Regions from separate parts of the Mus musculus genome. Here all the other regions are linked to region 1. Evidence: chromatin contacts called from public Hi-C data. All regions are on one chromosome and are shown on one strand. The core of a region is the stretch at or near the end of the contact, and the rest is flanking DNA. Distances in the headings are between cores, read along the strand shown.

The links. Hi-C and Micro-C count contacts between places; a contact is called where the count stands out from the background.
Region 2: a contact with region 1 is called in a Hi-C map of stem cell-derived cardiac mesoderm, with 3 times the contacts expected there. The contact joins two enhancer-like sites. A contact is called at or near these places in 13 of 39 promoter capture datasets (3T3-L1-derived adipocytes, cranial neural crest, embryonic stem cells and 5 more), 1 of 15 datasets of contacts at CTCF or cohesin (stem cell-derived epiblast-like cells), 37 of 484 Hi-C or Micro-C datasets (the C2C12 cell line, beige adipocytes, differentiating embryonic stem cells and 11 more) and 31 of 115 datasets of contacts at active chromatin or transcription factors (craniofacial prominence, differentiating embryonic stem cells, embryonic basal ganglia and 12 more).
Region 3: a contact with region 1 is called in a Hi-C map of muscle stem cells, with 2.2 times the contacts expected there. The contact joins two enhancer-like sites. A contact is called at or near these places in 7 of 39 promoter capture datasets (3T3-L1-derived adipocytes, embryonic stem cells and liver), 2 of 15 datasets of contacts at CTCF or cohesin (the NIH/3T3 cell line and stem cell-derived epiblast-like cells), 23 of 484 Hi-C or Micro-C datasets (beige adipocytes, differentiating embryonic stem cells, embryonic stem cells and 6 more) and 25 of 115 datasets of contacts at active chromatin or transcription factors (craniofacial prominence, embryonic basal ganglia, embryonic forebrain and 10 more).

Annotation. Positions count from the first base shown.
Region 1 is chr7:73,398,102-73,401,076 of GRCm38.p6, reverse strand. All of the region lies in intron 2 of Rgma (repulsive guidance molecule family member A), which reads right to left. It overlaps LOC115486533 (a long non-coding RNA gene), which reads right to left. Exons shown (of 2, transcript XR_003946803.1): 2 at 1-2,975. Among named protein-coding and RNA genes, the nearest start is that of A730056A06Rik, 24 kb to the right of the region's middle. Within about 2 kb of position 1,391, at least 133 of the 459 cell types and tissues checked have an H3K27ac peak or open chromatin away from gene starts, as enhancers often do. A contact at or near this core is called in craniofacial prominence, differentiating embryonic stem cells, embryonic limb bud and 4 more, where this site is marked.
Region 2 is chr7:73,140,736-73,143,869 of GRCm38.p6, reverse strand. No RefSeq gene overlaps it. Among named protein-coding and RNA genes, the nearest start is that of Gm6567, 40 kb to the right of the region's middle. Within about 2 kb of position 1,644, at least 34 of the 459 cell types and tissues checked have an H3K27ac peak or open chromatin away from gene starts, as enhancers often do. A contact at or near this core is called in craniofacial prominence, differentiating embryonic stem cells, embryonic limb bud and 3 more, where this site is marked.
Region 3 is chr7:73,123,562-73,126,755 of GRCm38.p6, reverse strand. No RefSeq gene overlaps it. Among named protein-coding and RNA genes, the nearest start is that of Gm6567, 23 kb to the right of the region's middle. Within about 2 kb of position 1,880, at least 4 of the 459 cell types and tissues checked have an H3K27ac peak or open chromatin away from gene starts, as enhancers often do. A contact at or near this core is called in muscle stem cells, where this site is marked.

The sequences.
Region 1 (2,975 bases), core at 142-2,641:
ATCTTTCCCGCATCGGTCCATCAATCTCCCATAAACAGGCCCTCCTCATCTTGATTCTGTCTTTCTCTCACTCAGTTCTTCTATTTCTAATCACTGTGGGGCTGAGGAAGCTTCTTGGGTCCCTGTTGACTCTCACACTACCCGGTGAATTGCACCTCTTGATAATCTTTGCTGATACCATCATGCAACATTCCAGAATTTGTAAGGCTAGCCCCGCCTAAGCATAGAGTGTGTTCCGAGAACAGCACTCACACTGAAAGCATCTTTTGAGACTTCAGATGTCATGCGTACACCGCGCCCCGCCCAACCCCACCTGTGTCCAACTCTGTCTGGTGGAACCCTGGGTCTCCCATGTATCCAGGGTTCAGGGAGCATGTATGCGCTCATAGCTGGCCACTCACATTTTAAAGGTAGAGCTCCACAGTGCCTCCCAATTGGATTGAGCCACATGGCTCAGGCTCAGATGTCATTACTTTTCGGTGGATGGCAACCCCTCTGGGAGGCAGAAAGTCAAAGCAGGATCTCAGAATACTAAATGGACCCGCATGATAAGGAAAAAAAAATCTGCTCTGCTAGTACAGCAACAGATCCGTTTGTTCTCAAGTCCTCCTTTGAGCTGTTAATCAAGCCCAATCTTTCGGAATAATAGCCTGCTTATTACCACCCTGTTTGCATGACAAAGCATCCCAATAAAACTTATTTTGCCGGGGCCCAGAGGGGGTGTGAAGGATCAACCATGAGAAAGGAGTCTTAGGAATTCCTCGAGGCACTCCGGGGCCAGAGCCTAGGAATAAAGACAATGTAATTTGCCACCAAGAAAAGCCCAATAGACCAATAAATTACCCGCGTGCAAAGGGATTAGATCAGGTTTCAGAGGCCTAGGGGAGGGGCAGGGTACTACGGGAGGGAGACAGCCTTGCCTTCTCTTAAAGAGGTAAGTATCCCTTGGAACATAAGCTCCAGGGTCAAGACGTTTCCAACTCTGCCTGCACAGCGACTGTCTGAACTGATTTACTTGCTCGGAGATCTGGCTCCTGATGTGCGCTGGGAACTGTGATGGACGCCGTTCTCGGAACACACTCTGTGCTTAGGTGGGGCTGGCCTTAACGAATTCTGGAATGTTTCATCTAAGTCTGGATGGAGGCATGGCCTTATCAGTGAAGACTCTCAAGAGGCAGCTATTGCCCAACTTCAAATCACTGCCCTTTGCCGGTGCAACAGGAATCGTCCCGTCCCCCTCCCAGCCCCCACGCCCGCTAATCGGCTGGCATCCTGATAGATTCTGCCACCAGGGGGCACTAGATGAAAAAGGAAAGGTGTCCCTGGAGTCGCCACTGCTGGCGTTCCCACCACCCTTCTGCTCTCCTCCGGCCTCTAGCTTCTTTGCATGTGAGTGGCTCTGAGGTACTGTAAGCTCAGCAAGCTCTTTCTGTTCCCTTTGTCACTTGGCACTCTGAAGTGTAAGCGGTGTCCTGCTGTGTGCCTCGGCCTTTTGGAACCTTACGGTTCCCAAGCTTAGCTCCCTCGGTGGAACCGCCCTTGGGAGGGGGAGGGGAGTTCACCTTCCTGGCAAGCCTAGGAATGAAGCACCTGCAAGATGACCTCAGCCAGTGACGAGCTCCGAAAGAAAGCCCCAGCGGCAGGCAGCCCCAGCACCGGTGCTCTATCTTAGTGAACAGTAGGACTTAAGAGGCAATAGCTTCAGTTAGGACACAGGCGGGTGGAAGGAATCTTCTATAAGTCTGCCTGCCTCGGGGAGGGGCCAACCCTGAAGTCTGAAGTCTCCGTGTCCCTTTCCTCACTGTCCACCTAGTGCGGGAAGCAGACCTTAGATAGGATTCTGGAAACGGGTCGCATCAGCATCCTGAAGGAGGTAGGGGAAGGGCACTAAGTAGGGGTCTCCTGCTTATTCTAGTCCCACAGTAATGAATCTTGGTGGGCGTGGGGATGGAGTGGGGGTGTTACGGGACAAGGACAGATGCCCGAGGCTCCCTGTTGGCGCCGCTCCTGCAAGAATTTCACTCAATCATCCTGGCGTAAACACCCAGGTGTTTGGCCCCAGATCCTGAGAGGGACACACCCAGCAGACTGGATTTTTTCCCAGGTGCTGCGTAGCCTGCCTCACTTAATCTATCACTGCAGATCCTAGAAGGGATCACCGCTCCTGGGTGACATTCCAGGGCCAGGCAGCCTAAGGGCCCCAGAACCGCCACTTTATGGCAATGTGTTTCCCACCCGTTAGCTCTACTGGGAATTGTACGTGCTTCCTTCCGAGTCTGGTCAGGGGGACAAGGCTGAGAGCAAAAGGGAGCTTTGGGGAAAACCTCAGGTGACCCAGGAAGAGAAGGCAAAATTGTTGGGGGGCCGGGCCCTGGAGGGTGAACTCACTGCCTACCCAGCGTGGACAGAAGTGGCTAAGTGCCACTCCTAGAGCCGGGGGCAGGACAGTACTGCCTCCTCCGTCACACCCTGCCAAGGCTGCCCTGCCTCAGCCTCCACACATGCCAAGTTGTTGCAAGCACCCTTGATGACTGACTGCCAAGGAGAAGGGCACACCTCAGCTTTCCAAACAGGCCACCCTCCCCAGCTCCCACAGGAGCCGTGGAGAAACAGCGCTTGAGCAAGAAGGGTGGGCGTGGAAAGCCCTGACTCCGCCCTATAGTGGGAGGGCATAGGCTGCCTATCAACCGAAGGCTGAGAGCACGCCTGGGTAACGGGCCCATAGGGGGTCAAGCAAAGGGACAAGGTCCTCACCCCAGGAACATCCTGCTTTGGGGGAGAAATAAAACAGCCCTGGGCACGAGTGGTAAGGGAGGTAAGAAAGGTTTTCCCAGGACAATGAAGCTGCAGGTGAGAGCTGTGGTGGTTCTGGTTGAAGCATGACCCCTGTTACTAACTCCAGGCTCACACCTGAGGTGACAGCTTTATAGTCAGGACTTTGCTTCCAGCCATCTAGGCTTTTGTGCTCAGCGGCA
Region 2 (3,134 bases), core at 395-2,894, 260 kb after region 1:
AAGAGGTAGCATGAGTTTATTTTAGCAGAAGAAATATTGGTCAGTTATTGTTATCTTGAGGAAGATACCTGGGTTGCCATTATACCGCTGTATGTCAGGAGCGGTCACATATTTTTATTTTGTTTCAGTTGCGTTTGGAAACCCAGCATAGAAAGGCATGCTTCTGGTAACGTAAGTGATGTGAAAGTGCTGGAATCCTGGAGACAGTATTCAAAACCCCAGGTCTTTCCAGTTTCAGGGCCACCTCCACTGCCACTAGTCTGTAGGATTTTCACATTAGGAGGTCACTGGCTTCATCACCCATGGCAAATTATATCTCAGCAAAGCAGTAACAAGACATTTAAGGGGCCTGGATCCTGCTCCTGCTACAGTTTCAGATAGCTCTAGCAGGCTCAGCTCTCCAAAGCCTCTGAGTTTCTAGATAACTCTGTTCACCTTGTAGCTCATTCTTTCTCTCACACAGCGGAGGGGCACTTGTCTAGTAATCCAAGAAAAAAATAATCATGTGATTTGTCTTTGTCTAAGGCTTTTGATTGATGAAACTGGAAGATAAACTGTGGTTTGCACAAACTATAAACCTCTATTTCCATGCCATACCCACCGGGACCCACCTCTGGCTATATAATGCATGTGTTTTGAGTCACCTAGGAGACACCTCTTATGCTACCCTCTGGTGTGGCATCCTTAGGGCCAATCAAAGATTTCTCCGTAATGGTCTTTCCTTAGATACTCATTTTATCACGGGTAGCATGAGCTGGTAACCCAAAGAGGAGAAGATAGCAGTAGGGGCTGTTGCCTCAGTGGGAGTCTGGATTATTGAGAATGCAGGCGATCTGCTATAGAGGCAGGGGAGGGAACAGGCCCCAGGGACGATAGATGGTGAAAATATGGAGAAGGCAAAAAAGAGGGCAGAGAACCAACAGAGCTGAAGGTGGGACACTTGAAGACCTTTGACAAAAGAATGATGATGGAAAGTTCCAGGGGTCCAAAAAGTCCTAAGGGGCCGAGGGTCCCTGCATCCAGAGCCTAAGAGCTATCACACCAGCCTGGGATATGCTGGGAGCCCTGACCCGAGAGACTTTTGTGTAGTTGCTGCTGCTAAGAGTCAGGGATGACAGTTGCCAGAGCAGTAGTCTGTCTAACTCTGGAACTTTTCTCCCACTACCAACGATCTCTTAGGACTGACCAACGAGGCCCCTGTCCCTTTAAGACCACTGAGCATGTTCTGGTTATAAAACAAGGCCTAGGGTGGTAATTGTAAGCAACTTAATAAATTGTGTGGAGAATTCATTCCAAAGGCCCCTGTTCTCACTGCTGACAAGCATTGCTCCTTAAATGGAAAACAAAGATCTTTTCTTCTCTTTCTCCAAAGTGGCTCAACTTAAATTTTTTAAGATGTTTTTTTGTAACAGCTTTATTGAGATGTAACTCACCTGCCACACAGTTCATTCCTTGAAAACAGTGTAGTATTTTCTTAGACATTTACAGAGGCTCACATACACTTCTCTCCACAATTTTCAAGCATTTTATTTTCCTTAATGCAACTTTTTTTTTTTTTTAAACAATAGAAGAGAAATAAACATTACACAGAACTGAGCAAAGGCTGAAGAGATCCCATGATTCCATTGGCTGGGCTGGATTTCCTCCTTACCATGCTCTCCTCTATTTACAAGCAGACGGCAGTTACCTGGTTACCACCACCCAGAGTATTGTTTTATGCCTGCTTTTTTAAGTTGACAGTTTCCATGCTGTTACTTTGCCGTTTTAACGGCCCGTGATATCCTCTCACACTGATGTGCAATAATCTATTCCCTTCGTTGAATCTTTTGTTTTCTAATTCCAAAATCATAAATAATGTTGTACCCAACATCTTTGCACATAAAGCTTATTTCCCTCGTTGGGTGTATTTCTCTGGGCTGTAATGACAAGAGTGGGAGTAATGTGTCAAAGAGCATGAACATATTACAGTCTTCTCTCCCAGCCCCCATCCCACTATTATTTCTGAGCAGGTGACACTATTTTTTTTTTCTTTTCTTTTTTGAAAATATGGCTCGGAGGGTCCTTGGAACTCTTCCAACAAAAGCAGCCACACCCACTCCATACAAATTAGCTACAAAAAGTCATTTAATGTTACTAAGGTTTAGAGTTCATTATGCAAGCCTGAGTCCTCTCCCCACCCCCACCCCAACCCCCCAAATTTTCTGTGAGGCCAAACAGCATTCATTTCTGGAAGGCTGGGAAAGATTGTCCTTTATGTGTCCCACCTGGTGGCTTAAATAACTTTACCATTTCCCTTAGAAAATTATTCCCGTGGAAAATAATTCAGTTAACCTCCTGACCCCTCCTGGCCGCTCTCAGCCTGGGGCAGCACTTTGTTTCCAGCTGTTCTTAAAAGCAACTTCAGCTGCATTTAACCCTTTGAAGACCCATGGGGGGCGGGGCAAGAGCAGGGGGAGGGGAGGGGGGTGCCAAGGATTAGGAAGGGGGAAAGAGAGAACAGAGGAATTGCACTTCTCTACCCTGGGAGGAGCTGTGGCACCCTACAAAGGCCAAACAGCATCCTGGGCTTGCTCTGTTAACATAACAGTGTGACAAGCTGCGGGGCTTTAGGCTCCACTCAGGGAGGGCTGGCAGTCAAGACTGCTCCAGGCAGAGAAGCTTGGCCGGGCTCCTGAGGGATCAGCTTCCCAGAAACAAAATTTGAACTTCAGGATCTGTGGCCTTTCTTAGATGTCACCTAAATTGTGACATCCAATCCAAGAGCCCTTCTGGATTTATAGTAGTCCGCGATAAGATGTTTTGGATTGTAAATTAAAAAAAAAATCCAAATCCAACTAGTTTAAAATCAGAGTGGGTGCTGCTGCCTGGCAGTGCTTAATCCTGAAGCCAGCAGGCAGAAATGTCCATGCTCCCTAGATGCTCTCCATGCTACCTAGATGCTAAGAATGGCTTCCTATTGGTTCTCCAATGGCTTCCCATTGGGTCTCCGTGTAGCTGAGAGGACAAGGGGAAGGGAAATGCATGTTGTCATCCATGCCTAACAGCGGGATTCCTTCTTTATCTTAACCACAGACCCTAAATCTAGACTTCACTGTGACTGGATAAACTGAGGGTCCCAGGCTCATTTAAGAACC
Region 3 (3,194 bases), core at 631-3,130, 270 kb after region 1:
GTGTTCATCCCCTCAGGTGGGAGCAGGGGGAACCTCTTCCTGGAATTGCTGATTTCTGTGTTACAGCCCTCCCGGGAATCCCATTTGTCTGGCGGTTTGCTTGCCTGCGTGGTTCAAGAATAGCTTTGGCCTCATCTTTTATTTTCTTTTTTGAAATTGCTGTGGACTTGAAAAAAAAAAGCAATTAGTCTTGGAAGTCTGTTGGAAGAAACAAAGCTTTTTATTTAAGATGAGCTTCAATTGACCATAGAAGTCAAGAATTCTTACCAAGTCCGATATTGGAAAAGACATACACCAGTGATTTTATTTCCTTATTACTGTTTGCATTGGAGTTAAAACTCTTTCCAATGAAGAGTCTGCATGTCGGATAAAAATTATGGGACACTTCCGAGATTAACAGCCTTAATATGGTCCGCCGAGATGCAGCGAGTGGTTTTTCATCAATATTCTTGTCGATACAAGTATCCTGGCTTCTAGGACAAAATCACCTGGGCTGGGAGAGTAATTTGATCTTTGAGCGACTTGAATCAATGTGCTTCTGTTCAGACATACTTCCAGTGTTTCGGTAGGTCTGTTTGCAGTGCAAGTTTCCTTCCTCTGCCAATATGCTGAGCTGGTATCATTAGTTTCCACAGGTGGGGCAGGGCTGCCAGCCGGCCTCTCAGGGTTGCTCTCCAGCACACTGGGAACTTGAAAGGATAGAATTTCACGAGCCTTTGCAGCCAGCTGCAGAGCACCTGGGGCAATGTTTGCGCCCACCGGGGTGACCACCCTCCGACAGTGAGCGCGCCCCCCCACGTTGCAGCGGAGGGCTCAGTTGTCTGAGGTTTACTTGGGATGCATTTTTAATTATATTGGTTGGCACACACAGGGAAGGCTTAGCCAGCTCTGAAACATCCCTGAACCACACAGATATTCCCTCTGGAGAAACTTTTGGGAATGTACTGCGCTGAAGATCCTGCTGGCTGGCTGGCTGGCAGTGGTGGTCCATATTCTGTTCCTGAATCAGAGGAAAGAAGATTCAAGATGTATTGCCCTGTGTCCTTATTTGGGTCACCCTGAAGCCTTTCTGGGCATCCTTTCAAGCTATAGAATTTTTTTCACATCAAGTGTTCCGGCTGTCTTCAGCCATTCCTCCATCAGTCCTCGGTAGGCTGAGCACATTAAAGTATATATTTAAGTTTATATTGCAAAGAGACACACAAGAAGCAAGGTTGAAGCTGTGCAGAATACAAAGCTTGTTTGTGCACAATGTACTCCCATATTGCAAATCCACAGAGCAATGATTGAGCCTAGAGCCCAGCAGGATCCTCTGGGCCCCTATGCATCGTCTCTGTCTTCCGATTGTTCTGCCGATGGCAGGGAGGTGGCTGTCTGTCCACAGTCTGTAATGCTTCCCACATCATTAAGACTCAGCCTGAACTCTGGACTCAGCGAGTCCAAGGCATGGAGTTTTTGTACTTTGGGTATTGGGTGGGCATTGACTACTTTATTCCAGTGCATTTTTTTTTTTCTTCTGAGCTCTTCTGAGGACAGAGACTTTGAGTTGGCTCCAGAACTCCTGGCTCTGTGTCAAGCATGTGGAACCTGTCCCTGGTGCCTCTGGGCAGTGAGCTTTAGCCTGTGCCTGGCAAAGCAAGCTGGCTATTCTCTGCACTTCTGTTGATGAAACCCATCGCCAGGCTTGTATATACTCCAGTTGGTGGCTGTCTGGCTTTTTTTTTTTTCCAGGAGGAAGTAGTATTTTATTATTCTTATTTCAGATAGTGTCTCATTTAGCCTAGGCTGGCCTCCAAGCCCTGATCCTCTTGCTTACAACTCCCTAGTTCTGGGATTACAAGCGTGTGTCATGCTGGGATTACACGCATATGTCTTGTCTGGAAGCTGTGTTTCTAATCAATTTATGTAGAAAACCCCAAAGACTAAAGGGTGAAACAGCCACCTAAGGCCTTCATCTTTTGGCAAGGCCTACGTTAAAAAGTTTTCTCTGGTAACTGACAGTCACACTTCCGTGTGTCTTCCTTCTCTGAGTCAAGGGCAGTGCTTCTCTGAGCTCAGTGCTTTGAGAATGTACTTTCATTTCCATGGCAGACTTATGGGGGTATATATGGCAGGAGTCATATTCCATCAGCACAAAACATATGACATTCATACCCAAAATGAGGCCCAGGAGGTCTCCCTGGGGTCAGAGGCCTCATCATTCTGGATTTCCATTCAGACCCATTCCCCCACCCCCACCCATCCAAACTTTGAGTCCCAAGGTTCTTTGACTCAAAACTTGCAGTCAAGGCCAACAGGTTCTGTGCGCCATCTTCTGAGTTTTCACCAGAGATTTGGGCCAGAGTTTTCTACCCAGGTCGGAGAGGCCCTTTTGGGTGGTTTCCTATAGCAGTGCCTTCCCATAGCTGCAAAGAGAGCCTAACCCTAGTCAGCAAAGAAGGCTACTTTATCAGAGTGCTTGAAACTCCTGAAACTCTGGTGCCTTTCTTTGGAGTGAGATGTCCATGCAGGGTGTGTGGATAGAAGCGTAGTTGGGAACAGCCATTTTTTTTTCTTTTTCCTGCTGTGGGGAAAGAGAGAGCCTGGTTCAGTCCCGAGGCAGCACTAGCACTTCCGAAGTGAACTGAACTAGGTCAGGGAGAAGCTTGCTCGCATCTATCACTTTACAAAAGGAACTGAGAACAGAGAGAAATCTTAGCAGACATCTGTCTCCCCATGCTGGCCCACTCCTCGCATTCTGAGATCGCCAAAGGCAAGAAGATCTGGAAAAACAAAAAACAAAAAACAAAAAAACAAAAAAACAAAAAAAAAACAAAACCAGAGAATTTGTTTGTTTTCATAGTTGACGGGTGGGGGTGGGGGTGGGGGTGGAGGGGTGCAACTGATTTGGTTACAAAAACGTAAGCTGAACGATGTGCTTTGTGACAGGCCATTGACATGACTGTGTGGCCACAGGAGGAGGCTCTCCCTCTGACGAAATGGAGAAAATGAGTGATGGTTTCATTGCTGCCTCTTGACATCACTCTCTTCATCTGTGGGCGAGAGATGGCGGCTACACACTCCAAAAGAAAATGTCTGTGAGCTTGTCATTGCTAAGCATGAGGAAGCAGCTCCCGACCTACAACACAAGTTCAAACCAACCTGGTCATGCCAACCCCTTCACCCCACCCCCTCCACCCCCCCCCCCCCCGGGC